Regions from separate parts of the Rattus norvegicus genome. Here all the other regions are linked to region 2. Evidence: chromatin contacts called from public Hi-C data. All regions are on one chromosome and are shown on one strand. Each heading gives the region's core, a stretch centred on a gene start, on an enhancer-like site or on the middle of the called end of the contact. The rest is flanking DNA. Distances are from core to core; before and after follow the strand shown. Region 1 holds the start of Inpp5f (inositol polyphosphate-5-phosphatase F). Region 2 holds the start of Tial1 (Tia1 cytotoxic granule-associated RNA binding protein-like 1). Region 3 holds the start of 9130023H24Rik (RIKEN cDNA 9130023H24 gene like).

Region 1 (3,960 bases), core at 280-2,779, 160 kb after region 2:
CACATCACATTGTCTAAATCACAGTGCAGATTTGATAGAGAAATCACAACACTTAAGGTGGGCTGTCTGGAGCAGTCATCAGGCCCTGAGCTTATGGATAAAGATCCCAGGACACCTTGTTGTCATGAGACTTTTGATGGTCTGTGGAAATTCAACAATGAAATCAGTATGGGCTTAGCAATGATTAGTAATAAGAGCTCCTTCCTCTTTTTGGAGACCTCTCAGTTTTGTTTGAGCAAAAGGTTAAACTTATTATATCCTTTGTGGTATTTTAGGCTTCTTAAGATCAACAACGACGATGACAACAACCGTTTACTTTATATAAATGTACCTGTGCACCACATGCATACAGGAACAGAGGTTAGAAGAGGTGACCAATCACAGATGGTTGTGAGCTGCCTTGGAGGGGCTGGGAACTGAACCCAGGTCCTCTGCAAAAGTAGCAAAGTACTCTTGACCCACCTAGCCATCTCTCCAGTACTTAGGCCTCTTCTTCTCTTCTTAAAAAGATTGCTTTACAGACATTAAAGAAAGACAGGAAAGGAAGAAGAGTCACTAACATACAGAATTGGGAGCCTAAGAGTGTAATAAAGGTCATGAATTCAACCACTACAGACTAAAATTGTTCCAAGATCACACAGCAAGATAGACCCAAAGAGGGGTCTAGAGACTGGGAAATATGTTTATCTCCCAAATCTTTTCTGGTTCAGATTGCCACCTGGCCATGGTACTGTCTCTGAGTGACGTCACTTTTACTTAGCACTGACTTCCTGTAGGCTGGCTTCTCAGACTTTCCTGTACTTTCTCCTCATTAGCCCTGCTAACTCTAGTGTGTACTCTGTTGGTATGCATCTCCACTGATGTGCATTTACTAAATGATTGTTGGTGTCCAGCTTCTAGTAGGAAATGCCAAAACAGAGTGGCCTCTTTTCATTAGAGGGCCAACTTGGGATAGAACCCTGGAGCCAGCCCTGGCTGCACTTCTGAGCTTGATTTGGTCTTTGCTTAGACTGGGGGAAATGTACTCCGGAAGGAAGGAATGTCAGATGGATTTGGGGACTTGATCAGGCTTTCTAGAAGCTAATGGAAGGAAGGAACGACCGGCTTGCACACCAGGGAAAGATCCAGAAATGGCTGCACAAAGGGCGTCTAGCCAGTCTAACCAGACTTAGTCAGGCCCAGGGTCTGCCTGAGGTCGCAGCTGGTAAAAAGGCCGGAGAGTGGGAGAAGCAGAGGAGTGGAACCTATAAACAGAGAGGGAGGAGCTGTAAGAGGCTGGGTGAGAGTTGAAAGGGAGGCGGAGGCTTGAGACCGACTGGGAGAGGGCTGAGCCAGAAACTCGTAGGCGGGACCAGGGCGGGGCCTAGGAGGGCTTTCGGAGAACCACCGAGAGAGGCGGAGTCGGAGCCGGAGCCTGAACAAGGGCGGAGCCTAAGGGAGAGGGGAGGAACTATAGGAGGGAAAGTTGCATGGCGCGGGGAGGAACTTGGGAGGAACCTGGGGGGAGGCGGAGTCTAGGGGGAGCCAGGATGAACTATAGGAGGTGGAGACTCAGAGTAGGGGCGGAGCCTAGGTACAGGAGTTGTGGGGGGAGGGGGAAAGGCCTCCCGGGCCTGGGCTGTCCGACCGTGTTCTCGGCCGGCGGGTCAGGTCCCCTAGTGCTTCCCCGCCCTGTTCCTCCGTGGGGTGGTTCCTCGGAGTCTCCTCGAGGCACGGGCTCTGTGGTCGCGGTGGAGGAGGACGCCTGCATCGCTCCTGGGCGGGCCGCTGCGGTGCCTGGGTCGGGGGACCGCCGCCTCCCGGAGCGCGTGGGGCCGGCATGGAGCTCTTTCAGGCCAAGGACCACTACATCCTGCAGCAGGGCGAGCGTGCCCTGTGGTGCAGCCGGCGCGACGGCGGCCTGCAGCTCCGACCGGGTGAGGCGCGCTGCGCGGGCTGGGTGGGGCGCACTGGCCAGCTGGAGCGCGGGGGGCGCGGCCCGGCCTCTCCGGAGCTGGGATCCGGAGGCTGGGTGGGACGACTTGGGGATGTCAGCTCTGGTCCTGAGGGGAGCGGCCGCCGCCTTGGCGCGCACTCTTGTCTAAGTGAGGCGGGAAAGGCCGGTCACCCCCTTTTTAGTGCACCTCCAGTATGCGGTGCCTGGGGAGCGGGATCCCGCAGACCCCCACTTGCAGCGTCTTCGCACCGTCCAGTGTGTAAGTTCTGGGTTCCAATTCCATTAGTTCAGTGGAACCGCCTGCGGGACACTTCTTGCTGACATCCTTGGGTTGTTCCCAGTCCCTTATTAAAGAGTGACTTCAGGACGGTTACCTCACAGCAGTTGATCGAAAACTAGTGTCTGAATTGCCATTTTCGAGAAGGAATTGTGTTGGATGTCACTCACAGTTAGGAGAGGTCAAAGTCTCCAGCCACTAGTTTGCTTTAGGAAACTTTGTTTGCAGTTGGGTTCAACAGCAGCAGCAGCAGCAGCAGCAGCAGCAGCAGCAGCAGCAGCAGCAGCAGCAGCAGCAGCAGCAGCAGCAGCTCCGGTTCTCAGACTGCTGCGGCCAGTTATCACTCTGGGGAGTCTGGGTAGCTTCGACTTAGTTCACCAGTGCCTTTTCTTCATCAGTCAAAGATCTTTTTACTTTAGGAAAAGTGAACTGAGACTGGAACTCTTGGAAGAGCCACCGCATTGGATGTTATCCTGTGTTCCTTAAGTGACTAGTAGAATAACTTCAAGGGAACTTTTCAGGTCATCTTATTACTTCTTATGGGATGGTTTCCAAGGACAAGTCCTTTAGTGTCTTAGCAGGAGTAGGCTTGGGATCTTCTTTTTCAGGTGAGGAGAGAGGTGTAAGGTCCCAGAGAGTAGAGTTGGACCACTCATGTAGGAGAATGGTTTGGGGACAGTTTTCTTCGGCAGAGTCCACTGTGTCCTTACGGGGAGACTTGCTAAGTTACACTGCTAGAGCGATGAAGGAGAACTTGTTTTCTCCTCCAGAAATATGGCTCTGGTTGTATTTTCTTGCCGCTGTATTTTATTTCCTCTTTTCAGAATGGAGGCACTACCGTGTCTACAATAAGACTCAGCGACCTTGGGATAGATGATGTAGGTGGGCTAATTTTGGCTAGTTTTTTTTTTTTTTTTCCGTTTCCTTCTGTATCAGCATTTGACCACTTACCTAGACTGCCACCCTCGTGAGGTTTAAGGCAGGGAGAATTAGGCTGTAAAATTCCCACAAGCCAAATTCCTGGGGGCTGGAATACATAAATGGATGGAACTTGGAGTCCTTATCAACTCATCAGACAGGACTTTTCTGCAAGTCAGTTTCCTCAACCAGGGCCTTTTCTGGAACAAGCCATGAGGTTTGGGTTGCCTTTCGTTTGTCCAAAGTTCATATCAGAAAGCAAACTTAAGACCTTTCCCCATTATAAAAAGTTAGGTATAACTTCTCAGTTCAGTTTATGTTATGCACATATCCCATCATCCACATACATAGGAGGAGCCTAGAGGAAGGCAGAGGCCTTCACATTTCAGAATTAACAAGGCCATTGTGAGCCTTGAATGTTCAAGCTGAGTACATGAAGTCCCCTGTAGTTACTAGTTTAACCTATTCCATGTTTAAGATCCTAAGCACAGCTATCTTAGTAATAATATTTAATCGATCTGAATGCTCATTAGGTCTTTTTACCTATACAGAGTTATTCCAAATTCTCTTTATTCTGTTGAACATTCTCTTCTTTTTGATGATGAGTGTTTTGTTGTTCGAAGTGACAGAGTTAAAATCTTTAGTTTTATTTTCCCCCTTGGTTATTCAACAGCTGAAGAGACTACTGACTTAATTTTTGTTTTTGTTTTTACCACAAGTGGTGCTGTAGAACCAACCACTGGGGTTGGGATTTTCACACGTGGCTACTGAATGGCCAGAAACAGGAAGTTTTCTTTTTCCTGGAGACATCAGAGAAATAAGTGATACT
Region 2 (3,943 bases), core at 1,012-3,511:
AACAAAACAAAAACACCTCAACCTCCCATGGAGAAAAGTGGGAAAAGGAAGATATATAAACACATACTGACACACAGGAACAATAGAGCTTAAGATGTTTATTCACTCATCTGTTTACATCACAGTTTTAGGTAACCAAACACAGACAACTGAAATGTGTTTCAGAAAAAAAGACAAGAGATCTGAGATGATAAATGTATGAAACATTAATTTAGCTCTGGTCTAGAGGAAATCTGACAGTGGATGTAAAGACCATCACAGGAAAAGAAGAAACAGAAAAAGCATACTATGTAACAGACAGAAACAGTCGACCTCTTCTAAGGAATAAATAGATGCCGTTAATGAGCCATGAGAATTTACCAATTACCCAGCGGCTATTATGACGCAATGGTGACATTTCAGGTATTTAGATACAATGTAACTGCCGCCCTCCTTGAACAGCTACTTCTAGGCCTTAAGTCCAGCTTCCCCAGATGCTTCCATCACAGTACTCACGGCTAAATACAAAATACCAAGCCTTGGCTTAAACAATCGCTGAAGAACAAATTTCAAATTTTGTCTCAATTATCTTTTTTCTGAGGAAGGCAGAAATGGAAAAATCACACACACACACACACACACACACACACACACACACACACACACACGCAAAGATTTTTTTCATTCAGGGGTATGGTACGTTTAGGATGTTTTCAAGTTCCCCAAACCAGATGTTAAGAGAAATAAAAATGTAAAGTATAAACAATGCTTAAAAAAAAGTATCAACGCTGAATAAAGATATGGACCTTCTTTAATAAACATATTCCTGCTACGAACGAAGCTCTGAGAAGCTTAGAGGTTCTCAACGTCTATCTACCGTCTTGCATTCCCCAAAAAGTACTTTCCCCATCAGCCGACCCAGCCAAGTGGACTCTGATCATCATATCAATCAATACTAGGCAGAGGGAGGCAAGAGAGACAAAGCAGCAAGCTGACTCTGTGTAGTTACTCCAGGCAGGAGTAGTAGGCCTGAAGAGGCTGGGAAAACCCAAGGTGCTCACTTTAAACAATGAATTGGAAATTACTCAGATGCAGGGGGGAAAAAAAAGACTGCCACACTATTTGGAAAGGAATACAGACGCTGAGTCATCACTCTGCATTGGGGAAAAGAAGGAAACGCCAATTAAGCGGTTGGAAGATGCGATTCATTCATTAGATTGGGCTTCAGGTGAAACCCGACAGCTAAACCGCGAAAAATAGCACTCAAAAGACACGCATCAAATAGCGGGAGCAGACATCCTTTTATCGAACTCTGATGGTCCGGACGCACAAACGGATTTAGGAAGCGGCATCACTAACTGAGTGAAAGGAGTTTAACTGGTTGTCAGTTTGGCGCAGTGAGCGCTCAAAGTAAACTTCGTTATCCAAGGGACAGAGGTGGTGCACGGCAGCAAAAGGCAATCACTTTGGCACTTCAAAAGCAGCAGGCGCTAGGCGGGTGTTTCTGACAGCGTGGGGCACGTGGGGCAGAAAGAGACAAGGGGTTCCTCTGGTTAAAGAGTGGTAGGCTGGGGAGAAGGACTCGGACCGACTGAGACTGAGGACGTGGACTGCTGAGGACGTGGACTGAGGCTGAGTGTTCACGCCAAAGGATGCAGCAGCAGTCCCACCCCCGCCAAGCCCTGCCCCCGTGGGGACCCATAGCTCCTGGCTCAGCCCGGAGCCCCCCAAAAACAGGGAGAATAGGAGCTCTCCCGTGCCTGACAGCCTCAGCCGTGCACAAGCCCAGCCAAGAGTGTGCAAAAAAGGGGTCGGGAGGAAAAGGTCGAGACAAGCCCTAGACCCTAGGAAGTGACTGTATTTGGGGGGGAAGGGAGGGTTTCCTTCTCTGGGAAGGGGGACAGATGAGGAATGCACTTCACAGCCGCGCCACCGCGAGGCCCGGCTCTCCGCTTCTAGTCCCGGTCTCCGGCTCTCCCTCCCTTAGCATCCCGCAGTGCCCGGGCCACTCGGTGCCTGGCACTCCGGGTCTCGGGTACTCACAGAGTCCGGGGCTGTCCGTCGTCTTCCATCATGGTGGGTGCGACGGAGTGATCCCGGGACAAGGGGGAGGGCAGGGCTGGGGAGGGGAGGGGGCGGGAAGGAAGGGGAGGGGGACTCCGGGCGCCGGCTGGGGACAGAGGAAAAGGTACTGAACCCGGCTCTTGGGCTCGCTCCCCCCAGCCCGCTCCGGACACTGCGCTCCAACCAGGAGGAGCAGGAGGAGGAGGAGGATGAACAAAATGGCCGCCACCACCAGCCAGGCAGGAAACGCGGCAGGGCGCAGGCGCAGCCCGCCAGGTCACTGCTCAGGCCAGCTGCGACGGCCTGTCCGGCAAAAGTGGCTGAAGAGACAGAAAGCCTGGCCAAAGAGTACACCCTACGACTGGACACAACGGACCACGTAGTCGCTGTGGTTCTGCTGGCCGGCGAAGCCCTAACCAGCTCCAAGACAGATCCAAAACAGAGAAAAGCCGCGAAATCAAGTCTCTGGGAATTGCGGTCCCGGGAAAGTGGGGGAAGCCCTTCTCCAGTGGCCTTCTGGGAACTGTAGTTCAAGGAAGACCCAGAGCTTGCCGGAGCGCGAAGGAGAGGTTTCTGGGTAGTGTAGTCGTACGTGAGGACGTGCCGCGACAAAGTAGTCGGCGTGCCGGGAGAGAGCGAGGAATAAAAGGCGGGTGGTCGAAATGAGAGAGGAGCTGTCCGGGAAGTAAACTACAAATCCCAGAGTGCCTCGCGCCGGGGCCCGCCCCAGGATCGCTCCTAGCATCTTAAGGCTTTTCTGTTGGTCCAGTGTGAGCTTCTGCTCCGCCTCCGTCCAGCCCCAGAGCGGTTTCTTCAACTGCGGATCAGGCGGTGTGCTGGCTCCGCGTGGTTCTCCAGCTAGTCGGCCTCGTCCGCCTCTGCCCTCAGAACTGCTGGTCCGTGTTCAACAACCGACGCCTCACGCGACGGGCAGGAGAGAAGCAACTCTGAACCCTGAGGGATGTGGCGGACATCGGGCTACACCGAAGCCAGCCTGGTCTTTGAGCACGTGTTCCGACCAGATAGGCCTTTCTAGACTATACCGCTTGTAACTTGCTTTACAAGTTCCACAAGGATCTCTACCCATTATCTCATCGAATTAGTGGGTAAAGCGGCAAAAGAGCAGCCCCTCATGCAAATGACTTGCGCCTCCACCGCTCTTTCAAATCCCTAGTTAAAACTAAAATATTCGCGTGGTGGCGCACAGTACTGCTGAGCAGGAGGATAATGGATTTAAGGCCAGCCTTGAAATAGATAAGATCTTATCAAAAACTAATAATCAGTGAAAACAGCAAAGAGGCTCAAGGACCAGATCTGGTGCTAAAACATAGCCTGGAGTTAGGTAGTGAGGGACATGGATTGCTAGTATTGAGTTGCTAAAGCAAGAGAGGAGACAGAAATCATGACAATCTACTGGAAGCTGAGCGGTAATGCTCACTGTTAATGACAGGAGGCAGAGACAGGCAGATCTCCGAGTTTGAGGCCAGCCTGGTCTACAGAGTGAGATCCAAGGGATGGAGTGTTAGACATAGGTATAAAACTACATTAGTCATAACCATAACTCTTCATTGGCCCATGCCTAGCCCAATGTACATTTGTTACTATGGCAACAAATTATAAATTTAAACCAACATGCATTATCTTAACAGTCCTAGAGATCAGAAAGGCACATTCAGCCAGGCATACGGTACATGTCTGCAAATCCAGCTCTCAAGAAGTGGATCAGGGGGTTGGGGATTTAGCTCAGTGGTAGAGCGCTTGCCTAGGAAGCGCAAGGCCCTGGGTTCGGTCCCCAGCTCCGGAAAAAAAAAAAAAAAAAGAAGTGGATCAGATGGGTGTCTCCTGAGAGGTTCTGCCAGACCCCTACTGATACAGATGAGGATGCTTGCAGCTAACCATT
Region 3 (4,337 bases), core at 845-3,344, 210 kb before region 2:
TTCTTCCACTGATGGGAGTAAGGAAAGGGAAGTGAAGTGGGGAAGGAGGATTTTTTAAGGGAAGGGATTGAAGACTGGAAAAGGACCAGATGACAAATCTTGAGCCTTTGCCCCTGCCTAGAAATACTATAAAGTAATCTGAACTCAACGTCTATTTCTTTGTTTCTACCTCAGTCTCCACCCCCCTAGTGTAAACAGTAAAGACAGTTAATAAGTGGTGAAGAGCTCCTTAAATGGGATCCTATACCCAGAGTTTATGTAACAATCCCAAGGTCAAATTCTCTGGTCCTTTCGCTAGAACATATCCTTTTATCATCTCCTCTGGTCTGCCTCTGTAGTCCTCACACAGACTTTGCCGGGTGTGTAATCAGTTCTCTTCTTCCAGTAGTTGTTGGTTTGTTATGGTTAACCTATATCCAGCTGGGGCAGAGCTATGTGGTTTTGGGCATCTAAAAGCTTTCCTCTAGCTAATGGAGATTCGGACTGAAATCTCAGACAACAGGACTTGTGTGTGTGTGTGTGTGTGTGTGTGTGTAAACCTTGTTTCTCTGAAGGAAGACACAGCTCTAGTGCTGTTTGTCTAGCCTGTGGCTCCTCAACCCAGACCCATTAGTGAGCCCTATTATTTAATAATAGGACCTTAATGAAGTCACCTTAGGGATGCAGAAAAGGTCTGCTTTAAAAAACAAACAAAAAACCCGGTCCCTTTAGGTTTCTCAGGACTGAACCAAACCCAGAGACAAAGTCTGGACTAAAATTAAAGCCAGGGATAACTGAAGAAGCTCTCATCTTAGAATATCCATTGATGCTAGACAAAGTTAAGAGTTATGGGCAAAGGCCTTGCCATATTACAGGCAGATGGAGGTCTTCTTGCTAATGTGGGTCACCTGGTAGAAGAGCAAGTGGGAAATCTGACTGAAGCTCTTGGCAAACTTCCTGCAAATGTAAGGCTTTGCCTGTGTGCATATGCTGGTGGTGTCCACAAAATACTAGCTGTAATCAGGAAACTTCTAGGGTTTCTTGCCCATGTGTGAACATTGATGGAGCTGTGGTGTAAGATTTTTGCTACATTCTGGAAAGGTCATTTGCTCAAGTGGATGCGCTGGTGTTCAGTAAACATGGTGATCTCACTAAAGCCACGTCCACACTCAAGACACCTGAAGGGCGGTTCTCCATTATGAGTGCGCTGGTGCCGTAGGCAGTTTGAGCTGTTGGTGAAGTTCTTGCCACACTCACAGCAATTGTAGGGCTTCTCACCTGTGTGTGAGCGTTGGTGTTCCAGCAGATAGGAGCTGCGCCCAAAGCTGTCTCCACACCAAGCACAGAAGTAGGGTTTCTCACCTGTGTGACAGCGCTGGTGCTGTAAAAGGTTAGAGCTCAGGCTGAAACTCTTGCCACAGAGTCCACAGCGATAGGGTTTCTCCCCAGTGTGAGTACGCTGGTGCTGGATCAGGTTGGAGCTAACCCTGAAAGTCTTACCACACTCAGCACAAGCATAAGGCTTTTCCCCAGTGTGCACCCGCTGGTGTTTTGCTAGGTCTGCACTGCGACCAAAGGCCTCTCCACACTCCATGCACTTATGAGGACGGAGGCCTGAGTGAGAACGCCGGTGTTTAGTGAGATTAGAGCTGAGGCTGAAGCAACGGCCACACTCTGGGCAGGGGTATGGTTTTTCACCAGTGTGAACTCTGTAATGCTTAACAAGATCTGAGCCACGCCGGAAGCTTTTGTCACACTCTGGACAGCTGTAAGGTCGGTCACACCCATGGCTGCTTTGATGGTGAATGAGGTCAGAGAGGCTGGCTACAGCGAGCCCACAATTCCTGCACTTGAAAGCTTTGGGGACTGCAGGATCACTGGTTTTGGCAAAGGCTTCTTCCTGGGGGCCAGAGCCTGACCTACTTAAGTACTGCCCGTCCAGCAATTTTTCCTCGGGGGCTGGTTGCTCCGGCCGCGCCAGGAGGGGGCGCTCATGTAGCACAGCCTCGCGATCCAGGGGCGACCTGGGGGCTCCCGAGAATTTTGATGTCCGGTTCTCCAGCAGCTTTGCTCCATCTAAATTCTCCCTGGTCACTCCTGGCGCCGCAAATTCCATTGCGGCCGAAAGGCGCTCGGTTTTCTAAATGCCACCTGTCTAACTCATCAGCACAGTTGGGAGAATGGGGCACTGGAGGCTTGGAGGCCAGCACCGGAAACGGAAAGGTCCCCAAGCCCGAGAGACTCTAGGAAGCGGCAGCGAACTTTCCCGGTAGGTTTAACACTTTCATTCGCTTAGCGAGACCTTCCTGTCGGGAACCTAGCACTTTTGAAAGGCTTGGGGTTCTGCGAGTCGGTCAGTCTGGCTTTCAGGGCCCTTGATCGCCGCGCTTGAGGGTTGCCAAGAAAGTCTGAACGTCGCTGACAAGGACGTACCGGGAGCGAGGTAGCTAAGCCACGTTGGGGAGCAAGGGACAGCCCTAAGACTCCACAGTGGGGCGTCTGATTCTTGGAGCAACAGCTCACTCTTCGGCCTGGGAGGAGTTTCACACCCACCTCAAGCTGCACTAAGCTTGGCGCCGACTACATATCCCAGCATGCATTGCACGCGCCTCTTACTTTCACACAGATAAATACCATTCTCGCCATGTCTTCTGCGACTGTGCAAGTACCCGAGTTCCAGAATCTAGAACTTCAACTTCCGACTCGCAAGATAACTGCGGCGGCGCTATTCAGAGGAGCAGCCTGGCCACGCCCCCCTCTTCCAGTTCCGCTCTCTCAGAGTACCGGCGAGACGCGGGGCGGAGCCTTAGGCCCGGGCCAAGATGGCGGCTGCGAGACCGGCCCTTACGGACTCGCTCTCGTTTTGCCTCGCGCAACTCACGGCAGCGGCCGGGGAGGGGCCAGGTGGGGGAAAGGACCCAGCTACCAACGAGACAGCCCTGGGCCGCGTGCTCTTAGCTCTTCGCACGCGCCACATCAAGGCAGCAGAGGGAATTGAGCGCTTCCGGGCACGCGGCGGGCTCCGCCCCCTTGTCGCCCTGCTACGCCGAACGGCTGCTGCGGGCCCCGCCCCGTCCCAAGCAGCCTCTGGCTCCGCCCCTCCGTCGGTTGCGTCAGCTGGTTCTTCCCCTGGCCCCGCCCCCGCTGCTGAGTCGCCTTTGACTCTTTCGGCGCCAATGCGCCTGCGCAAGACGCTGGATTTGGCGCTCAGCATTCTAGCCAACTGCTGTACAGAAGGGGCGTGCCGGTCTGAAGTGCGTAGAATTGGAGGCATTCTCCCTTTGGGTAAGTGCTACGCCCCCATTTCTTAGAAAGGTTCCAACCCACAGGACTTGTGCTGTCCTTACTTTATGCCAGGCCTCTGAGTACATGCTTTGTGATGGTGCAGCGCCTCTCACCTCCTCAGGTGTAATGCTATGTGACGTCACCGCCCTTTCTATAAATTATACCTGGACTTGCCCAGACCAGAACTAGGTACTGGCTACTGCCTCACTTTTGAGCCAGCGGTTTATACTTTCTACTTTGGGTGCTTCTCGTGGACAGTGCTTACTGCTGTGTCTATCTCTGTGCAAAGCTTCACAGGGATGAGCCGGAGGCCAGAAAGTGTAGTTTTAAAAGTTCAAAAAATGGTCTTAGCAAATGGTGCTGCAGACATACCGAGCAAATCACTCAGCCCCTCCAAAGCTAGAATTCTTTGCATAATAACAATAGCTTCCCGGCAAGATTGAAGTTGAGTATAAAATGAAATTCAAATGTAGAATGCCCAGACTCCAAGCATAGGTAGGTACTTAAACACGCACAGTAAACCAATTCCAGCAAACGGTAAGCTTTTCTGTGTGCCAACTGATTTTGGCGCCTCCTCGTGGTAATGGTGGGAACAAAGTTGGGTCATTGCCTGTCTTCTGACAGTATTTCAGTTTTGACAAAAATCTTAATCTTTGAAGTGAAGCATTTTTATGTTTAAACTTGCATAGAATGCAAGTAATGTATTTGACAATAGGCTTGACAGAATGCCAAGTTCTCTCTAACCCACTGTGCTGGGTAGTGTTACCTTTTGATTGGCAGGGATGAAAGTTGACTTGGTTCAAGCCAAGTTACCTGAACCACATGACAGCTTCAGCGGTTCTGCCATATTCCTTTCTCTAGTAACGCCCTACCACTGCAGCTGCCGGAGTGTATCATGACATTCCCCTAAAACCCTTTTGTGGCTTCTGTTACCTTCACATTTATATTTTGACTCCTTGGACAGGCATTTGAGGGGCTTTGTGAAATCTTAGAACAGACACTATTCCCCGGGGGCATTTGGAAAAGCTGCTTCACGCCTGAGATACTCTAGCCTTTCTACTTACCATCCCTCT

The links. A called contact is a pair of places that touch in the nucleus more often than the background predicts.
Region 1: a contact with region 2 is called in a Hi-C map of Schwann cells, with 1.8 times the contacts expected there. The contact joins the promoter of Inpp5f here to the promoter of Tial1 in region 2. A contact is called at or near these places in 1 of 12 Hi-C or Micro-C datasets (Schwann cells) and 1 of 1 datasets of contacts at active chromatin or transcription factors (oligodendrocytes).
Region 3: a Hi-C map of liver shows a contact between it and region 2, with 2.5 times the contacts expected there. The contact joins the promoter of 9130023H24Rik here to the promoter of Tial1 in region 2.

What each region holds. Positions count from the first base shown.
Region 1 is chr1:192,619,362-192,623,321 of GRCr8, forward strand. It overlaps Inpp5f (inositol polyphosphate-5-phosphatase F), which reads left to right and starts at 1,530. Exons shown (of 20, transcript NM_001107554.1): 1 at 1,530-1,916. The coding sequence starts at 1,820.
Region 2 is chr1:192,459,569-192,463,511 of GRCr8, forward strand. Tial1 (Tia1 cytotoxic granule-associated RNA binding protein-like 1) reads right to left here and starts at 2,262. Exons shown (of 12, transcript NM_001013193.1): 1 at 2,023-2,262. The coding sequence starts at 2,054.
Region 3 is chr1:192,247,986-192,252,322 of GRCr8, forward strand. It overlaps 9130023H24Rik (RIKEN cDNA 9130023H24 gene like), which reads right to left and starts at 2,095. Exons shown (of 1, transcript XM_008759940.4): 1 at 1-2,095. The coding sequence starts at 2,095. The coding sequence ends at 1,082. Armc5 (armadillo repeat containing 5) reads left to right here and starts at 2,595. Exons shown (of 6, transcript NM_001009455.1): 1 at 2,595-3,264. The coding sequence starts at 2,802.